3 separate regions of the Zea mays genome follow, and regions 1 and 2 are each linked to region 3. A link is a contact called in public Hi-C data. All regions are on one chromosome and are shown on one strand. The core of a region is the stretch at or near the end of the contact, and the rest is flanking DNA. Distances in the headings are between cores, read along the strand shown. Region 1 holds the start of LOC100283555 (prolyl-tRNA synthetase). Region 2 holds the start of LOC100281110 (eukaryotic translation initiation factor 3 subunit 2). Region 3 holds the start of LOC100282140 (small nuclear ribonucleoprotein-associated protein B).

What was found. Hi-C and Micro-C count contacts between places; a contact is called where the count stands out from the background.
Region 1: a Hi-C map of tassel shows a contact between it and region 3, with 4 times the contacts expected there. The contact joins the promoter of LOC100283555 here to the promoter of LOC100282140 in region 3. A contact is called at or near these places in 2 of 25 Hi-C or Micro-C datasets (ear and tassel).
Region 2: a Hi-C map of tassel shows a contact between it and region 3, with 2.5 times the contacts expected there. The contact joins the promoter of LOC100281110 here to the promoter of LOC100282140 in region 3. A contact is called at or near these places in 2 of 25 Hi-C or Micro-C datasets (ear and tassel).

What each region holds. Positions count from the first base shown.
Region 1 is chr7:7,744,961-7,747,864 of Zm-B73-REFERENCE-NAM-5.0, forward strand. It overlaps LOC100283555 (prolyl-tRNA synthetase), which reads left to right and starts at 1,445. Exons shown (of 11, transcript NM_001156455.2): 1 at 1,445-1,786; 2 at 2,271-2,327. The coding sequence starts at 1,475.
Region 2 is chr7:7,801,748-7,804,902 of Zm-B73-REFERENCE-NAM-5.0, forward strand. LOC100281110 (eukaryotic translation initiation factor 3 subunit 2) reads right to left here and starts at 1,476. Exons shown (of 8, transcript NM_001154029.2): 1 at 987-1,476; 2 at 753-880; 3 at 230-349; 4 at 68-157. The coding sequence starts at 1,386.
Region 3 is chr7:8,127,876-8,130,869 of Zm-B73-REFERENCE-NAM-5.0, forward strand. LOC100282140 (small nuclear ribonucleoprotein-associated protein B) reads left to right here and starts at 1,605. Exons shown (of 2, transcript NM_001155052.2): 1 at 1,605-2,503. The coding sequence starts at 1,702. The coding sequence ends at 2,493.

The sequences.
Region 1 (2,904 bases), core at 195-2,694, 380 kb before region 3:
GCAGACAACCAATTAAGTCGTATGTAATCAGGTCGAATCTAACTCGGCCGAGTTTGAAGCTATGTGTCTGAGGGTCTGTTCGGATCCATCTGGTGCCAGCTAATTTTAGCTCCTTGGGCTAATAAAGTTGGCCAGTTGTTAGCTGGAGGACTAATAAAGTATTTGTTTATTAACTATTTGATCTTGCTAATAGGTGTTAATAGATCATGACAAGAGAAAAAGACATCTATTAATCAAGACTCCAAACATATCATGGCTAATTGTTGCTAACTAATTATTTGCCGGCTAGTTATTAGGGACTGTTTGGATCCGTGTGGCAAATAGTTTGCCGTCTATTTTTAACATTTTAGTCTCCAACATAAACTGGTTAATAAATTGGCTAATTGTTAGCCGAAGCAAATTATTTGCCCATTAGTCATTTACCCTTGCTAATAGGTGTTAATAGATCGTATAAAGAGAAAAGAACATCTATTAGTCAAGACTTCAAAATATACCCTAAATAATTGTTACTAGCTAATTATTAGTCACTAGTCACGGACAAATAATTAGTTAGAAGGATACAAACATAGCCTTAGCCGCTGGCCAATTGAAGGATTCAAACACGCCTGAGTTTTGGACATGAAATCTTAGACATTTATGTCTCTGACTATTTTGCCTTGTCCGTAGCCTTTAAGCTAGGCCATCGGTATGTGGCCCCAAGGTGGTTATTATGCAGGCCAAGATGAAGGAGCAAATTGCCGATCTGAAGTAGAGCCTAGCCATCTTCAAAAATATTAGACTAGAAGAGGATCACCAACGAAGATTTGACCCACCAGATGGACTCGACCACCAAAGCCAAAGATTCGGCCCACAAGGCCAACGACTTAGTTCAGTACGAGCAAGTACGACTTTATCTCTGACTTGTATAATTTTATACGCAAAATTTAAAACCTCTGTATTGTAGTTTCTAAAAAAAATTCTGAAACTCCATAAGACTTGATTGAGGGTCATGATTAACTGTTTATATGATTCTGAGTTCTTCCAAGGGTCAATCGACATTTAGAGGCTAGATGACTTTCTAGATCGGATAAAAAAGTCAGTCAAGCTTGCATTTGGGGAAAAAAAAATCTAATATCATATTGAAAACTCTGGCACTAATCAGACTCGAGAGAAACGAATTTCAATCCATTTCCTATTTAATTCATTTCGCATAAGCTGAGGCTTGAACTAAAATCAGACATATAACAGCCATTCCCTGTATCCATGGGCCACGACAGCCCATATACACCCAACAAAGACACCCAGTCTTCGGGCCACGACAAGAAGCGGTGGCGGCTGGGGCCTTGTAATGAGAAGGGCCGTTTCCCTGGTGATAGTCTAGTTAATGGAAGGAACAGCTCAGCCCAACGTAGCCCACTAAGGCTAGATGGCTATAGCACTAGCGTTTGGAGGCACAGAACCCCCCAATCCAGGCGGGCAATCCCCACAGGCCACAATGGCGTCGCTGCTGCGCCTCCCCTCGCTGCTGTCCCCGTCCAAGCCCCTGCTCCGGCGCCGGCTGCCGGCGGCGAGGCTCGCGGCATCCGCCGCATCCAGGGGTCAAGCCTCGGCGACCGCGGGCGCGGCGGCGCCGGCGGCCGCGGAGACCCGCGGCGGGGACAGGGAGGGGCAGGTCACGCCGCGGTCCGCGGACTTCAACGCCTGGTACACGGACGTCATCGCCGCTGCCGAGCTCGCGGACTACGGGCCCGTGCGAGGGACCATGGTCATTCGCCCCTACGGATACGCCATCTGGGAGGCCATCCAGGTCAGTGGTCGTTCGCTCCTCCTTCCCCCCGTGCCGTGCGTCATCCTGCGTTCAACATTGCTGGTGCAGTGCAAATATGAAGTAAAAGTGGTTACAGGTGCCTCTGCCTGCGTAGTCGTAGATTTCGAAGCACCGTGTAGCTCGGCTCCTGGCGTTGTCCCATTTGTGCAGATTGGTATGTTGAAGAATGTCGTAGTTGCGTAGAGTGTATGCATCGTGTGGCAGAATGATCCCCAAACGGTGTTTAGCGTGTTTTTTTGTTGATCTGGTGTGATGCCTGTACCTTTCTGTATGAAACGAAACGATATTCTTCCAATCATGTAGTGCAGCCGTGGATTATGGTCAATGGGAGCATCGTTATGCATAACGTGACAAATTTGACATACTGTTTGGCTTTACATCTGAATGCTCCTCTTGTTATGTGATACTTTTCAGTGTTGCACTTCATCAATACCTCAATATTTTTGTTGCCGATTTGTTGTAGGATTATTTGAATGTCAAATTCAAGGAGACAGGGCACAGCAACATGTACTTCCCTCAGGTTCGCAAAGAATGATCTATCTGTTTCTGCTATTATTTTTATGGATTAGGCTGTCTTTGGTGGATTGTGTAAAATAGGGGACGCGGCACTATAGATGACAGATGGGATAGGGGACCTGCTGGAGGCAGCCAGCACTCAGTGATAACACTATCTGATTCAACAATAAATATTTGTTTCCTTAGCTCTATGTTCCAATGTTATATTGTGTTTGATAGGAATACCATTTGTTAATGCTACAAAATGTCAGCTCTCATTGCTAATAAAGTCTGAAAAGGCCTGTGCTTAGATGAAGTTTCAGAAAGTGTAATTTCATCTCTTGAGGGTATGAAATACTAAAACCTCTGTAGAATGGCCATATTCTGGAAGTTCAGAATGCTTTATGCTAGCTTCTGTTAACATGCTTCTGGATGCAAAAAAAAAGATGCATAATTTGGGAAAAGGAACAAAATAAAATGCTGAATTTTGACGATTTGATGATGAGGTTCTCTTTGTTGACACATGGTGGGGGGATTCAGGATAGTAATTTAAATACATGCTCTGACAGCTCTGTATAATGTCACATTCTCCTATGCAAATG
Region 2 (3,155 bases), core at 226-2,725, 330 kb before region 3:
GTCAGTAGCCTGGGCATTAGGAAAAGAACATGTATAAATATAAACAAGATTGTGAAGAGGAACATACAGTATCATGAGTGGGAGAGATGTCAACAGCATTAACAGGTCTCTCTGTGACATATGTCTTGATCAGGGTCAGCGTTCTTGTATCCCATAGCTATGCATCGAAAATTGAATGTCAGGGAAACCATAAGTATCTTTACGACAGTCAACTTGAACAAATTCTAACCTTGGCAGATTTATCCAAGGAGCCAGTAATAAAATGTGACCAATCTAGGGATTTTGACAATGATGAAATGGTCTTCTGATGTCCGGATTCCTTGTCAGACTCTTTCAGAAGTTGTCCAGTCTGCACACAAATCAAAGAGCATCCCATGAGTGATGTGAAACAACTCTCCATTGTTATGGAAAAACAATTTAACTTTTTTAACAGCACAGGAAAAGACAGAAAGATCGGCATGGAACCATGGATATATAAAAGCACAGCAGGTTTTATTTTGAATCCCACGTCCCTTTTGATTTACGTATTCCCTCCTTGTGGGTAAAAATGTTGCATTAAATAAATTATCATGCCTTGTTGGATAGACTAGAGTAAAACTAGTAGTAGTCAGAAATGATGTGTTATAGTATGAACACAAAATGCATCACCACTGCCCATAGCCCCGTAACAACAAGCAACTGATGGGGCATTCTTAGGGCTAGATAACCAAATTATAGTGGACACCAGTCCTATCTGCAGCCAGCATCCTAACCTCTGAATCCCAAATGCGAACGGTGGCATCCTCTCCGGCAGTGATGATGGTCCTGTTGAGCGGCCCCCAAACGGCCCTGTTGATCCTTCCCTTGATGCCGGTGATGACGAGTGCAGACTCCTCCGTCTCTGCATGTACACAGGATCTCAAGGTCAAGGATGCTGGCTTGCCATTCAAACGAAACAGCGGAGGAGGCATGAACGAAAGCGTTGTTGAGAAGGAAAAAGCACTGACGGTCGTCGATGTCCTCGGCGATGCGCTTGACCTGGACGGTGGGGACGTGGTCCATGAAGTTGTCGGTGGTGACGACGGCGAGCGCGTCCCCGATGGCGAACTCGACGGACCTGGCGGGCGCGTCGAAGCGGAAGCTGAAGAGCTCCTTCCCCGTGCTGACATCCCAGAGCTTGGCGGTCTGGTCGGCGGATCCGGTGATGAGGCGCGCCGAGTCGCGGGAGACGTCGCAGGTCCAGACAGCGCCGTTGTGGCCGCGGTAGGTGCCGAGGCGGTCGCCGTTGTCGGCGTACCAGACCGTGGGGGTGTGGTCCTTGGCGCAGGAGAAGAGGAGGTCCCCGTCGCGGTTGTAGCGCAGGAACGTGAGCGGGCGCTCGTGGCCCTTCATCAAGATCGGCCTCATCGTGTCTCGCTGTTGCTGGTGGTGCTCGCCGCTGAGGAGGAGGAGAGGGTGGTGGCTTGATTTGGGTTTGGATGCGTCGGCGGCGGCGGTGATGGAAAACCCTAGCGCGTCGAGTTATAGATAGGCCTCTTCACTCCTCTACGAAAGAACACTGGCGTCCGTGTTCCTTCCTGGCCCAGCACATGGTGCTTTCCTGGCCCAGAAATCCGTACGGGCCGGGCCGTGCGGTTTGATCCTTCCTCGCTGCTCATGCTAGATTCGGCCATCTACGCTGCACAGATCACGCAACCGCACACTATGCCGGTTTAGTTTGAGTGACTAAAAATTAGTCCATATATTTTAGTCTCATTTAATCGACGATATATCCTATCCAATCATTTATTTGTTGTAAATCTGCAATCAAACTATCCAAAGCATCAAATTATATCCATTGGTTTCATATGGAAGTGATTAAATGTAAAGCAGGCACTAGGTTTCAAATGGAAGGGGATAATGCAAAATAACAATCATCATTAGATCTAGATTGGATGCATCAGATCGTTTAATTGCACACTTGCACCAGTATGAGTGATTGCATAGGATATTTTCCCCATTGAGTCCCTAAATTGCCAAACAGTGGGACTAAAATAAGGATTAAACTGTTGTAATCACTAATCAAAGGGACTAAATCATATTAATTCCATTTTTGTTCCTCCTTTATTTCAGTTGCACTAATAGTAGGAGAATGTTAAGGGATATTTTGGTCCTCTTATGATTCATTTAATGTGTTCTGAATACTTTAGTCTCTAGAAACAAACATGGTAGGGACTAAGGCCGCGTTTGGTTAGAGGGACTATTTTTTAATCTATGGTTTTTAGTCTCGTTTAGTTCCTATTTTGCCAAATGGAAGGACTAAAATAGGGACTAATTGAGTTTAGTCTGAGTCCCTCACATGGGTGCTAAAAGGGACTAAAGGACAACATTTATTTCAATTGCCCTTACCTAGAAAACCAGCCTGAAACAAGAAAAATGTTATTTCGGTCTTTATGTGTTACATTTAGTATATTTAGAATATGTTTAGTCCCTATAACCAAACAAGTTAGAGATTAAAGTTTAGTCTTTGTACTAAACTTCAGTCCAAAGACTAATGGAACCATACGGAACCTAAACTTTAGTTCTTTAACTAAACTTTAGTCTCTTAACTAAAGAAACCAAACATGCCCTGTGACTATTGACTACTCCCAATTTTCTTCAAGCAATCCGTGTGCTATTCCATTGTTGAGTCCCCACTACTACAGGGATCCTCTGTACAGGCGGTCCGGTTAGCCTCTACACAGGTGGTTCCAGGAACCGCTTGTGGTGCACCGCCTGTGATGTAAAACAACATCACAGGCGGTCAATCAAAAACCGCCTGTGATAGACACACATCACAGGCGGTCCGGTTTAAAAGAACCGCCTGTGATAGACACACATCACAGGCGGTCCGGTTTAAAAGAACCGTCTGTGATAGACACACATCACAGGCGGTTTTAATTATAAGCCGCCTGTATTCCAGAAACAGAATTAATAACAGAATTAATAACAGATTCAAACACAGATTCAAACACACATATTCATCATACAAAGATTCCATACACAGATTCAAACAAGTTCTATAGCAGGTTCCATACACAGATTCATCCACATATATATCAAGTTCCATCATACACAGATTTATACACATCAAGTTGCATAACAACTCAACATCTCAAAGTTCCATAGACAACTAAACATCTAAAGTTCCTAACTAA
Region 3 (2,994 bases), core at 355-2,854:
GTTTAGGGATTTGGGACTCTTGAAATTTGAGGGCCCTGTTCCAGTGAATAGATTGCACCCCTTCGGCACGGCCCTGCTACCAATCTAGGGTTGCTAATTGCATATACCAATTACCCATGGAATCTCTTAGAATACATACATACTAGTCAGATACCCGTACATACATAAACTGCACTGGTAGAAGCCGGACGCTTTGTTCTAAGCGAGCAGAGTTTAAATCCCTCCATATCCTATTTTTAAGTTATTTCCCGTGGGAGGAGAAACGTATGACGAAACTCACACTTTAAATTTTAACATCGGATCAGGTATTTTTTGTGGTTTGGATCAGGTTTTTTAGGTTGAATTGGATTAGGGGTCCAAAACATGGCTCTTACTCATATCGTGAATTGCTGCAAGCTAAAAACTATGGCCCGTGTCCACCCCATCACATTAGTCGGGTCGGGTATTTTTCGAGCGGTTTGGATTTGGTGGCCCATGCTCAGATCTAATCACTTGAAAAACCTAAAAAATCAATGTATAAATAATTGAACGAATAAAATATTATTTTAGCTAGGGGAGACCCGTTTTTTTGGTTTTTAAGAAACTAAAAATTCACTTTCTATAAACTGAGGCATAAACCGATATGTTTATAACCACCTCGGTTTCTATAAATCAATTTCTTAAAAATTGGGTGCTTTCAGACATGTCCTTAGTAAAAAAACCGTGGCTTCGATGCAACACACAAATATATATCTACTTGATTAAAACTCTATTTCTACATTTTTTATCCTTTATCAGATTTTCTATATATTATGCATACTCTGGAGAGTTATTCTCTCTCCACATCTTTGACTTATGAGAAATTTGAAATAAAAGATGTTTATACATGAAAGTCAAACTAAAGAGGTTGTTCAAGGGTATGTTTTCACTATATCTATATTTTTTATACATTAGAAAGTCTATTGAGAGTTGCTCTCAAGAAGGGTATGTATATTATGCGTAATAACTAATGTGTATCGAATTCTAGTAGGCCAAGCCAAGCACTTATAGATGGTTAAATGAGTCGTGCCCGATGAGTTGGCCTAAGTCACGACCTATTTATTAGTGCCTCGGCATAGTGCGGTACGAGAGCTGGACCGTGCTTGAGCCGCCTCCTCGTCACACAATGCCGACCCAGCACGACACATTTTTTAATTTTTAAAAATAATTGTACAAGTATATTTATAATGTCTATTCACCATATGACACAAACAGACCTTGGTTCTACTGGTTTGTCATGTGTTCCGATTTAATTAAATAGGCTCCATAAGTTAACAGGCCGGCCCAGCACAACTAGCAGGCCGACGTGCCGTACTGCCGTATACGCTGCGCCCATGTCACGCGGGCCGCCGACATGGCCCAATTAGTCCGTCAGGTATAACGGGCCATGTTTTATCGGGTCCGTGCCGGATCGAGCTGGATCGTCCGTTTACGCATCTATACAAGCACCCACGTCTTTCAATTCTTCTCCCCACGGACCCATAGCAAAAACCGACATTGCAAAAGGCCCACAAGACAACGCCCCGCTCCTTCCGTCCTTCGGCGCCTACTTCCAAACGGACAAACCCCATCGAAAACCCTCTCTCAAATTCACAAGGCCCCGCCGCCGCCGCCTCGTCCCCCATTCATCTTCGCCGAAACCCTAACCCTAGTCGCCCCGCGGCCACCCTTCCCGGCGACGCCATGTCGAACCCGAAGGGCTCCAAGATGCTCCAGTTCATCAACTACCGCATGCGGGTGACGATCCAGGACGGGCGCCAACTTGTGGGCAAGTTCATGGCGTTCGACCGCCACATGAACCTCGTCCTCGGCGATTGCGAGGAGTTTCGCCGCCTCCCGCCCTCCAAGTCCTCCAAGACTACCGGTGAACGCGAGGAGCGCCGCACGCTCGGCCTCCTCCTCCTCCGCGGCGAGGAGGTAGTATCCATGACCGTCGAGGGCCCACCACCGCCCGACGAGTCCCGCGCCAAGGCCGCGGCGGCGGGCGGAGCCCTCGCCGGCCCTGGCATCGGCCGCGCCGCTGGGCGCGGTGTGCCCACCGGCCCGCTGCTCCAGGCAGCTCCTGGGCTCGCTGGTCCTGTACGTGGGGTTGGTGGACCCGCCCCCGGCATGATGCAGCCCCAGATCTCGCGGCCGCCGATGCCCAACCTGTCGGCCCAGCCGGTGTCGTATCCGCAGGTCGTGCGCCCGCCGCAGGGGATGCCTCCCCCAATGCGTCCTGGAATGCCGCCGCAGATGCAGATGCCGTTCCGCCCGCCTGGAGCGCCGCCTGCTCCGTTCCCTGGGGCACCGCCACAACAGTTCATGAGGGGACCACCGCCGATGGGGCCGCCACAAGTGAGGCCCGGGATGCCGGGGCCACCACCTCCTGGAATGAGGCCTGGAATGCCTCCGCCACCATTCGGACAGCCGAGGCCAGGGATGCCACCTCCGCCACCTGGCCCGCAGCAGCCTGGACAAAACCCGCCTCAGTAGTTCCTTACCTGTAAGTTCTGAGTGCTACATTATTGAATTCATGGTTGTTAGTTTGCTGGTGTTTAGGGTTGTTTTTTCCCTGAATTGGTGCAATGCTTGTATGTGTATAAACTTTATTGTTTTGTATGATGCCTATTTGATGAGATCTGTTTGTTTGTTTATGACGATTGACGAGAAATATGATATCTGTGTTTGTATATATAGTTGCGATCTTGTGGGGTTCTAACCTAAAACAGTCTGGTGTGCATCGATACTTACCACTATTTTTGATCCACTGCTCAATAGCACATAGCACCTAATTCAGCACCAATAATTGGTGCTGCCTATTTACCTGCCTGTGCAAGATTGCAGGAGCAATGCCGTTATGATCGCATGGAAGTGATTATCCTTTTTCTTACAGGATCTGTTAATTTGCTTACTGGTCATACCATTATGTTTATGATCCTGTTTGTTTACCTTCTGATTTGAATTTTGTTATAAGTACAACTTCACATGTGCTTG